Linked DNA regions of Sus scrofa: region 2 is linked to region 1. The links are chromatin contacts, called in public promoter capture Hi-C maps. All regions are on one chromosome and are shown on one strand. The core of a region is the stretch at or near the end of the contact, and the rest is flanking DNA. Distances in the headings are between cores, read along the strand shown. Region 1 holds the start of LOC100510904 (histone H1.0). Region 2 holds the start of LGALS1 (galectin 1).

What was found. Promoter capture Hi-C pulls out the DNA fragments that hold promoters and counts their contacts.
Region 2: a contact with region 1 is called in a promoter capture Hi-C map of fetal liver, with 4 times the contacts expected there. The contact joins the promoter of LGALS1 here to the promoter of LOC100510904 in region 1. A contact is called at or near these places in 3 of 5 promoter capture datasets (fetal liver, fetal skeletal muscle and liver), 19 of 47 Hi-C or Micro-C datasets (blood, brain, embryonic fibroblasts and 12 more) and 2 of 2 datasets of contacts at active chromatin or transcription factors (alveolar macrophages and skeletal muscle).

The regions. Positions count from the first base shown.
Region 1 is chr5:10,039,233-10,044,142 of Sscrofa11.1, reverse strand. It overlaps LOC100510904 (histone H1.0), which reads left to right and starts at 2,901. Exons shown (of 1, transcript XM_003126037.4): 1 at 2,901-4,910. The coding sequence starts at 3,296. The coding sequence ends at 3,880.
Region 2 is chr5:10,150,466-10,155,375 of Sscrofa11.1, reverse strand. LGALS1 (galectin 1) reads left to right here and starts at 2,862. Exons shown (of 4, transcript NM_001001867.1): 1 at 2,862-2,933; 2 at 4,217-4,296. The coding sequence starts at 2,925. It overlaps LOC110260647 (a long non-coding RNA gene), which reads right to left and starts at 4,210. Exons shown (of 2, transcript XR_002343904.1): 1 at 3,849-4,210; 2 at 1,293-3,202.

The DNA.
Region 1 (4,910 bases), core at 1,652-4,151:
CGATTTATGCTTTTCTGTATAGGATTTCACTTCACCCGCACATGAACCCCAGAGGTTGGGAGAACCCCTTCCTGACAAGTAAAAACACTGAGGCCTTTTTTGACAAGTGAAAAAAACAGCCGGGAGTCCTGGGCCCCTCCCTAAACGAATGGATGGGCTCTGTCTGACCCCTTCCCCATGCTCCAGGCAGGTGGCAGAGCAGGGCTGGCCACTGAGGGACTACATTTCCCAGGAGGAATTGCCTGCAGCTCCTCAGGCAATTTTAAAGGGCTCGCGTTAAATGGGGCAGAGGGAGTTCTGCCGTCTGCTGGCCAGTAAACGGCTTGGAGCTTGGTGGGTACCCGAGAACATCCCGGCAAGGTGCGGGTGGGGCCGGCCCCAGTCTAGACGCCCCCCCCAGGCCCTGCAGTGTCAGTGAGGTAAGGTGAGGCCAAGCCAAGCTCTTCGTGCCCACCTCGGCCTCAGACCCTACACCCAACTCAGGGAGAGCCCCTCCCAGCAGCGCCCCCCTCCCCTCCATCTCCTCCAAGTCTCCAGAACCGGGTGGGGAGGAGGAGGGCGGTGAATCTCGCTGCCTGGGGGCTGAAGGGCTGTCCGCCGGCAGTAAAGCCCCGAGACCCCGAGACCCCGAGGCGACCCCTCCTCCCTTTTCCAGCTTCCGTTCCGGGAGAGAATTCACAGGTTGCTGGGAGGGCGGGGATGCAGGCAGTGAGAGCTACAAAAAGAAGCGAAGGTCTTGGGGCGCCGTGAGCCCCCACTTCCATCCCTCCTAGTCCCGTGACCTCCACGGTAAAATGAGGGTGATGGGGGCAGTGATTGCACGGCTGCCTCCCCAGGTGGGAGGAGCCAAGGATCAAGAAACGGAGAGTGCTGTGCAAATAAAATTATTTGCTCATCGTGCCACCGCAGTCATCCAGTCCTTATTCTTTAGACACGCGGGGACCTGGGATTGGGGGCGGGGGTGACCTGTCTGTGGAAGCACAGTGGGGAACATCTCGGAACCTGGGGCTGTTCTTTGTGGATGCCTATTTTTCCCATCTAGGTCTTAGTGGGAACCAGAATTGTCTTTGGAAAATAACCCAAACAAACCCACCGGAATGTTGTGTTTTCAAATCTGGAAACTTCGGGGTGATTGACATCAGCCAAAGGAGAAGGTTGACCTTTTGAACTACCCTGGCCCTTCTGTGCCACTGAGATAAGCTGTGAGGTGGGGGGAGAGGAATCCTCTACCGATACCGAGTCTCAGGACTCCCCCTCCCCCTTCCCAATCATCTGGATTAATCCATCCCTTGATGTGGGGGGGGAACCCATTAATGTCCCTGGTCTCAGAGACTGGCAAGTCCCGAAGAGACACGCCCCCCACACACCTTCCAATCCCCCCATCTAAACCCTCCAACCCCTGACCCCCTCCCCTCCTCCACAGCGGCTGTCTGCAAACAGCTCTGGGGGACTAAACCCGAGAGAGCCACCTTCAGTGTTTTGACCTGCTGTAAACCCCCACTACCAGGGTATTGTTTAAGCGGAAGAGTGAGGGGCCTCTGCTTAGGAAATAAAAGCAGGTTGTTGCGAGAAGGGGCTCAGGGAGCCAGGCCTGAGCATCCCGGCATCTCAACCTAGGACCCCTGCCAAGGGGGAGCCGCACGCAAGTAGGACATCCGTCGCAGACGAGGGGTCTCAGGAACTCGGGGGTCCTATCTGCTAGCCTCTGGACCCCTAAAGCCCCTCAGAGCCCCCAAGACTCCTTAGGAGCCGTGGCACCCCTGGTTTTCCTCATCTGTACCTGCCAAGCAGTGGGGGGGGGAAGAAGTGTACATTGTAACAAAGACACTGCATCTTCCCAGCAAAATGGCGGTGGTCCCGGCCACAGCTCTCTGAACAACTGCCACTCTCTGAGGATTAGTCAGGACTCAGGAACAGGACCCCCTCCTCGACCTCCCTCCCTGGAGCCCCGTTTCCCCAAGCTCCCAAAGCTCTCAGGGCCTCTCCTCATCCCCGGGGCCCCTGAGACAGTCTTTGGTTAGAGCCTGCGGGGCAGCTCCTTCACTGTGAACCGCCCCCCCTCATTGCCTTCAAGGAGCCCTGGGAGGGAGCCTGGACCCCCCCAGCTGGGCCCTAGGCGTGGGGGGCAGCGAACTCTGTCTCATGACACCCCCAAACTCCTGGGCTGAGGAAGGACTACAAATGAATTCCCGGCTAGGATATATGGGGGATGTGGGGGGTCTTTGAGGAGAGGGGGTGACTCGGAAGACCCTTCGTCACTCCCTCAGGGGACCCAGGCAGCACGGGGGGTCTGGCTTCAGGACAGAACCCCGACGCAGAGGTCAGGGGGCGCGGTGGGGGAGAGGAGACCGAGGAGGGGGCAGGGACAAAGTTTGAAAGTGCCCTTCCAACTCTTCCAGGGAAAGTTTGCCTGGGGGCCCCAAGGACAGAGAGAAGGTAGAGGTGCGGGTGGGCCCGGTAGCGGGATGACCCCCGAGAGGTGATCGGACCCTGGGGGAGCGACCCCTCCCCCCTGTCCCGGCTCGGCCCGGCTGGGAGTCGCCCGGCTCGGGGCCGCGTGTGTTAGTTGGGGCCGCTTTCCGGCCGCTCCGCCGGGCTGGGGGGTCCCGCCGCGGGCCGGGAGCGGGGCCCCCGGTAGCCCCAGGGGGGAGCTTTGCTACGGGGGGTTTCCCGCACCGGGGCGCCCCGGCCCCGCAGAGCCAGCCCCCCGCAAAGGGGAAATGTGCCGGCGCGCCGGCGGTCCTCGGCGCCGTTTGGGGCGCGTGGCGGGCGCGGGGGGCGGCGGCCGGGCCGGCGGGACGCCCGGCGGGGGAGCCCAGGGAGCCAGGCAGCGGCCCTGGGCGGCGGCGGGGGCGGGAAGGCCCGGGCCGGGGGGAAAGGTCGGATTTGCTCGGCAGAAGAAACACAGATGGCGGCGGCGCGGCGCCATTCCGGGCCCGGAGCAGGCAGCCAGCAGCCCTGTCCTCACCGCGGTCCGCCCGCCGCCGCTAAATACCCGGATGCGCCGCCCGAGCGCCAGACGCGGAGCTGGGAAAAGGGAGGCAGAGGAGGCGGAGGCGGAGGCAGAGCCGGGCGCTGAGACCGACCGACAGACCCGCGGGGCCGGGCCACGCAGAGCCGGCCCAGCGAGTGCCCCCCCTCCCCGCGACCCGAGCCAGGTCCGAGAGGCGGCCCCCGGCCTGGCCTGGGAGCCAGGAGCGCCCAGAGCAGATCCCGAATCAGGCTTCCCTCGGCCTCCGACGAGGGCTGGCCCTTTGGAAGGCGCCTTCTTCAACACAGGACCAGGCAGGCCACCATGACCGAGAACTCCACGTCCACCCCGGCGGCCAAGCCCAAGCGGGCCAAGGCCTCCAAGAAGTCCACAGACCACCCCAAGTATTCAGACATGATCGTGGCTGCCATCCAGGCAGAGAAGAACCGCGCTGGCTCCTCGCGCCAGTCCATCCAGAAGTACATCAAGAGCCACTACAAGGTGGGTGAGAACGCCGACTCCCAGATCAAGTTGTCCATCAAGCGCTTGGTCACCACCGGGGTCCTCAAGCAGACCAAAGGGGTGGGTGCCTCGGGGTCTTTCCGCCTGGCCAAGAGCGACGAGCCCAAGAGGTCAGTGGCCTTCAAGAAGACGAAGAAGGAAGTCAAGAAGGTGGCCACGCCAAAGAAGACGGCCAAGCCCAAGAAGGCTGCCTCCAAAGCCCCAAGCAAGAAGCCCAAAGCAACCCCGGTCAAGAAGGCCAAGAAGAAGCCGGCTGCCACGCCCAAGAAAGCCAAAAAACCCAAGACTGTCAAAGCCAAACCAGTCAAGGCATCCAAGCCTAAGAAGGCCAAACCAGTGAAGCCCAAAGCGAAGTCCAGTGCCAAGAGGGCCGGCAAGAAGAAGTGACAATGAGGCTTTTCTTGTGGACACTCCTGCCTGTCTCCTGTTTTCTGTAAATACTTTTTTCTTCTCACTTGATCCTCATCTGCAACCCTTTGCCCCTTCCTCGTCTGACTTTATAAAGAGACAGAATTTGGATTCCTCAGAAATTAGGGAATAATTCATTTCTCTTGAAGCAGTCATGCAAGGACAGCAACGACAAATCTCTGTAATGATGTACTTCTATTTTGTTTTGTTAATTTGTCATTAATCTACTTATGGTTTGGGGGATTTGGGTGGGTTTGTGTGTTTTGTTCAGTTGGATGGTTGATTCATTCGGAAGGTAAAAGTCGGGGGAGAATGGGGCAAGGTAGCTTGTGGCAAGATGACAGGGAGCCCAGCCTTGGTAAGGTTTTAAGTTGAACACTCCTCGTGAGTTGCAGAACGTTAGCGGAGAGGAGAGAGGTGGCATCAGTGGGACGGCAAAGGAGGGAGCAGGGGAAAAAAAAAAACAAAAAACCCTGTCTGGGCTGATTTGCACCTCCCAGTGGTGAGCAGTGGGGCATCCACATCCAGTTTCCTTCTCACTTCTGTTCCTTTGCCCCTGTAGCCTCCCTATTGTCCTAGGTGAGGGGAGGAGGTCAAAATGACAGCTGGTCCTAGAAATTGTGGCTTCTCAGAATCAGCTGGAGACTAGCTATTGGGAGACCTCTGTGGCTTCCGAAGGTCTCCTGTGAAACAGCAGAGGAAGCTTTGGGGGAAGGGTGGGGAGTGGGTCAGCCAAGTGCCTCAGAGTGCCCTGTTAAAACTTGGTTTTTTTCCACACCATCGGATTGCATCCTAGGAGGACCTTTTTTCCTTTTCGCCTGATTTTTGGTTCCTCCTGTACAAGAGATGGCTTTGCCAGGTGGTCGGCCGGGGCTCCAGCCCTGCCACCCGCCACTTAAAAACCTCCTGACCTCTTTACTTCTGAGTCTTTTATGAGTAGTTGTAGATGGGGGAGGAGGGGGGCGGGGAGTGGACAGTGAGACATACTGCAGTTGACTTTGAATTGCTA
Region 2 (4,910 bases), core at 1,613-4,112, 110 kb before region 1:
CCGCTAAGAGACACCGAGACTGGGAGGGGACACATGATGCACCTTGCACCTCCCTTTATCCCAGGAGAACCACAGTCCCTGTTGTAGGGGACACTGAGCTCTGGAGAGACTCCCCACCCCAGCCTAAGCAGGAGGGGACTGTTGGGGATGAGGTGGGGGTGAGAGGGAGGCCTTCCAGAGGTGTGGACGCAGGAAGGTAAACTCAGCCGGGGGGAAGAGACGAGAAGAAGGCTAGAACTTTCTGAGACTCCATGAAAAAAAAAAAAATCATCTATGACATAGAATGGGAGGAGTTCCCCTTCCCATCACAGCACAGCAGAAACAAATCCGACTAGTATCCATGAGGACGCAGGTTCTGTCCCTGGCCTCGCTCAGTGGGTTAAGGGTCCGGCTGTGAGCTGTGGTGTAGGTCACAGATGCGGCCCAGATCTGGCATTACTATGGCTGTGGTGCAGGTCGGCAGCTACAGTACAATTCGACCCCTAGCCTGGGAACCTCCATCTGCCATAGGTGTGGTCCTAAAAAGACAAAAAGGCAAAAAAAAGAATAGACCTGAACTCCACCTTGTACTAACCTTGTGCAGGAGAGCAGGGCTGCACATCCCCAATTCACAGATGGGGAGACTGAGGCAAACAGGGAGAAGCAATTTGCCAGGATGCCCTGGGGACAGTGTGGCAGGGCTAGAACCAGAACCTGAGGCTCCAGACTCCCGGAGGGGCTTTTCTAGGGGTGGACAGACCATGGCACCATGCCTCTCCATCTCTCTGACAGCCCCTGGCAGGCCAGATGCCAGAGGAGAGAAAAGCAGCCCCCTGTCCACCTGCAACCATTTCTGGTGCTGGCCCATCTTCTGGTTGCGGGGGGGGGGGGGAAGGAATGGAGGAGCAGCCGCTGAGGCCTGAGAGCCCAACTACTGGGTCGGAACAGCCGGCCAGGCCCCCCGATGGCCGTCTGGCCAAGACTATGCCTGAGGCAGCTCTGGCCTTGGTCCAGGACTCCTCCTGAAATGCCTCCACTCCTTGGTCAGGCAGAGGGGGTGTTTGTGGGCCTGGGAAGGGAGGCACAGGAGAGGCAATGGAGCGGGGCCTCACCCACCCCTCCCCAAGCCGAGTTGTTCAGGAGGCTCTGCAGGAACTCGTGAAGTGCTGGGGTTGGATTCTGAGGCAGCTGGCTTGGTCTAGGAGGAGGGATGAGGGGCTCACGAGGGCGGGGGGGGGGTGAGAGCCCCCGCCTCCCTGGGCCTGCCTCTCCGCCCACGCACCCCCTTCTCCTCCTGTGCCAGCGAGGGCTTCGGCCACCTGGAGGAAGATGAGGGAGACAAGGCCGGGCTGTGGAGGCGCGCGGGGCAGGGTGGATTTGCTGGCCTGCCCTCCAGATGTGAGTCATTTCTGGTCTGCATCTTCCTCCTTGTTCAGTGCTGGCAATTTCGGAAGGGGGATGGTGATATGCAGAAGGAGGCCCCACGGGTAACTCCTTTAGCAAGCCCCCACCTTGCCCAGGGCTCCCCACGCCCCTCTCTCTACCTGCTTTCTGAGGATGAGGTGAGTCCCTCTCCGATCCACCCTCACCTCTGGTGCTATGGCGATTTTCCTGCAGCCTAAATCTGGCCTCAGTATTCACCCTCTCTATAACCTTCTGTGGCTCCCTAGTGCCTTGGGACAAAACAATGCCCCAGTCCTTCAGTGAGGCCCTTCATGATCCAGTTGGCCTCCCAGCCTCGTGCCCCATCTTCCCCAGCACACCCTAAACTCCAGCCATGCCCACATGCTCACTGTTCCCCAGATGTGTGCTTTGTCATTTCTGAGCTTTGGCCCATGCTGCAATGCCAGTCCCTGCTCCATTGTCCATCCTTCGAGACCCACCTTCTTCCTGTTCTGGAGCATCTCACCACTTTGCTCAGAACCAGCGTCATGCTACTTCTCAGGTTCATGGTGAGATTCTGCCCCAACGGTGGGCCACTGAGAGCAAGGACCGAGGAGCAGTAGGGATCAGTAAAGCATCTGCTGACTGGATGGAGAAAGGAAAGGCTGTGCCTGGTGTCAGAGGGAGAGATGTGAGGAGAGCGGACGGGGGTGCACAGCCCAGGGACCCCAACCCCTCATGGCCTGGCTCACCCTGGGCCCTCCCAGGGCTTATCCTCTTAGAGGCCAGAAGCTGTCAGGCGGAGGCCCCTGGAGGATCCCCTGCAGGCCCCTCGGGAGGCTCCAAGCCTGAGGTCTGAGCCCTGAGCCTGGGCGGCAGCCTCAGGCCTGGCACCAGCCCAGTCTTTCTTTAGCCCTTGTGAGGAGCACGAGCAGCAGCAGTAATCCCTGCTTCCGGGGGAGGCCCGGGCGGGGCCGGGGCTCTGTGGTTAATGGTTCTGGGCCCTCCGCAGAGATTGCCCCCCCCAACAGCCGGCCACGCCCTGGCTCCTTCCAGGGAGCAGCCTTGCAAACCCCAGAACTAATTCTTTGAAGGACCCTGCACCCCCTCGGCCACCTTCTCTTAGTACCCCCTGAACTCAGGCAGCTGCCCCTGGCTCTCTTCCCACCAACGCTTGGGTCTAGCTCATCCTCAAACTATTTTCCACTGGTTTCCCCCAATCCCTGCCACAGCACAATTTGGCGGGGGTGCGGGTAGGGAAGGATGAAGCAAAATGGGAGGTGGAGTCTTGATCCTGGGGGAGTGGCTGGGAAGGAATTGGGGGGGGGTCTCCACTCTGATTGGTCACCTCTGCTCCAGAACAGGCTTCAAAATTCCATTGACTCCACCTCCCCGTGGCCCCCATCCCTGTCCTGACTTACAATTGGCTGAGCCCCCAGGGGGCGGGACTCACCGGGGTCTGGTCCAGTTAAAAGGGTGGGAGAGGCCGGCGGCCCTTCTCTCCGGTAGAGTCTTCGGACAGCTGGTGCTGCAGTTGTAGGAACATCCTTGTCTCCTCAGTCATGGCTTGTGTGAGTATGGGGACCCCACCCCAAGGCCCAGGGATGGCGTGGGGCAGACAGCCGGGGCAGAGTGAAGGCAGATCAGGATCTGGGTTCTAGTTCCTAGGGCGTGGCCTTGAACAAAGTGTCTTCTCTTTTCTGGGCCTCAGTGGCCGCGTCTGTGAAATGGGGGTGGGCGCTATGGTCTCCCGAAGTCTTCTCTGGCTTAAGAATTTTCTGGATTCCTCCAGGGTCTGACAGCACAGTATTTCTGCCCATTTCTGACATCCCGCAGTAATCTGAGAAGTGGGAGTGGGAAGGGTGTGGCCGGCTGGAGATGGGGGCTGGTGTATTTTGATGGCGCCCAGGCCACTGTCCCTTCCCCCTCTTACACCCCAGAGAGCCTCCTGTCCCCTCCCCCCTGCAGCTGTCCCCAGCCACTGGGCCAGGGCAGAGTCACCCTCTGCTCCAGAGAGCTCTGAAAAGTCGCCAGGACCTGAGCCAGGCTGCCCAGAGGGAGCTTGCCTGGGTTAGCCGGGGGAGGGTGGGTCTGTCCCCGCAGGTCAGGTGGGGGCTGGGGGAATTCCCCACCACCCATTTCCCCCAAGCTAGGAGGTGGGTGTGTGTGATAAAAGAGTGGGAAGGAAGCAAGAATGTTCTCCAGGCCCCCCCGGGGGGGGAGGGGTTACGTTTCTGGCTGAAGGAACCACTCACACCAGTTAAGTTGTAGGCTTGATCTCGTTAACCCTGAGCCAGCCAGGCTTCAGACTCCAGCCCTAGGCTACTCTCCCTTCTTAGAGGGGCCTGGCTGTGCTCCTTAGGGGAGTCGCCTCTCCAGCCTTTGCGCCTCTCTGCACAGAGGCGCCCGAAGGGCGTGGTGGGGGACGAAGGGCGTGGTGGGGGGCGGCCCAGGTCTCCTCCTCTCCAGAAGAGGGGCAGACTCACCTTCTTGGTCCCCAACTCGCAATGTGACCCATTCGGCGCCTGGCTCTCTCCATCTATTCAATGGGGTGATGGCGCATAGCACCCCACCTCCCAGGCCACTCTGCATCTAAAATCCCAGGCTGAGCCGCAGAAACTTCTAGATCCTGTCTTCTGAAACCTCAGTCATGTTACACAGAAAAAACTTAATGGTTGAGAGTGGGGAGTTGCCAGGACCACACGGAGAAGGAGAATCTCGAACTTGCAGCCAGGGTCCCCAGGCTTCAGGTCGACCTGGTCAGAGCATCCAGAGTGGGGACGACCCCACCCCACCCACGCCCTTTCTCCCCACTGCGTCCTCTAACCCCGAGGGTGGGGTTTTGTCTGCGCAGGGTCTGGTCGCCAGCAACCTGAATCTCAAACCGGGAGAGTGCCTCAAAGTGCGGGGTGAGGTGGCTCCGGACGCCAAGAGGTGAGGGGGCGACGCGAGGGCTGCGGGCGGTAGGGGCGGGGGCTCCAGCGCCAGGGTCCCGCCCGGCGCTGGCAGGGGGCGTGGCCGGCCTGGCTCCTCCCCCCAGCGGGGCGGGGTTAGTGTCTGCAGCCGCTGAGGCTGCGTCTTCTGGGTGAGTCACTTCTCCCGCGGGGTCTGGACGCCCCTACCACGGTCGCCCCTCTCAAACTAAACCAGCTGCGGCTTCGTCATTGCCTCGGCCGGCCTTCCCCTCCTCCCTGCTGTGGGCGGGGAGAGGGACTGAAAAGGTGTCACCGCCGCTGCCTTCGCTCGGCGGTCTTTTCTGCGCTCTTCGCTCTGCGCCTCGCACTCCTTGGCTCCTTAACTCATCGCTCGGTCGGCCAGCGGGCCTACTTCTCCGCAGCCTCGGACCAGTCCACCAACCGCCCTGAGCCTCGTGTACTAATCAGCTAATGGAGGCGGGAGGTGTTTCAGTGGAGGTGAGATGCTGGATCCTCAGTGAAGATGAGGACCAGCAGACGGTAGAAAGAGCCGCGCACTTCATACGCTCCGGGCATTTCATTCCTTACCAAACCCTCAGAGGTAGGCGTTGCCTTACCTCCGCTCAGCAAATG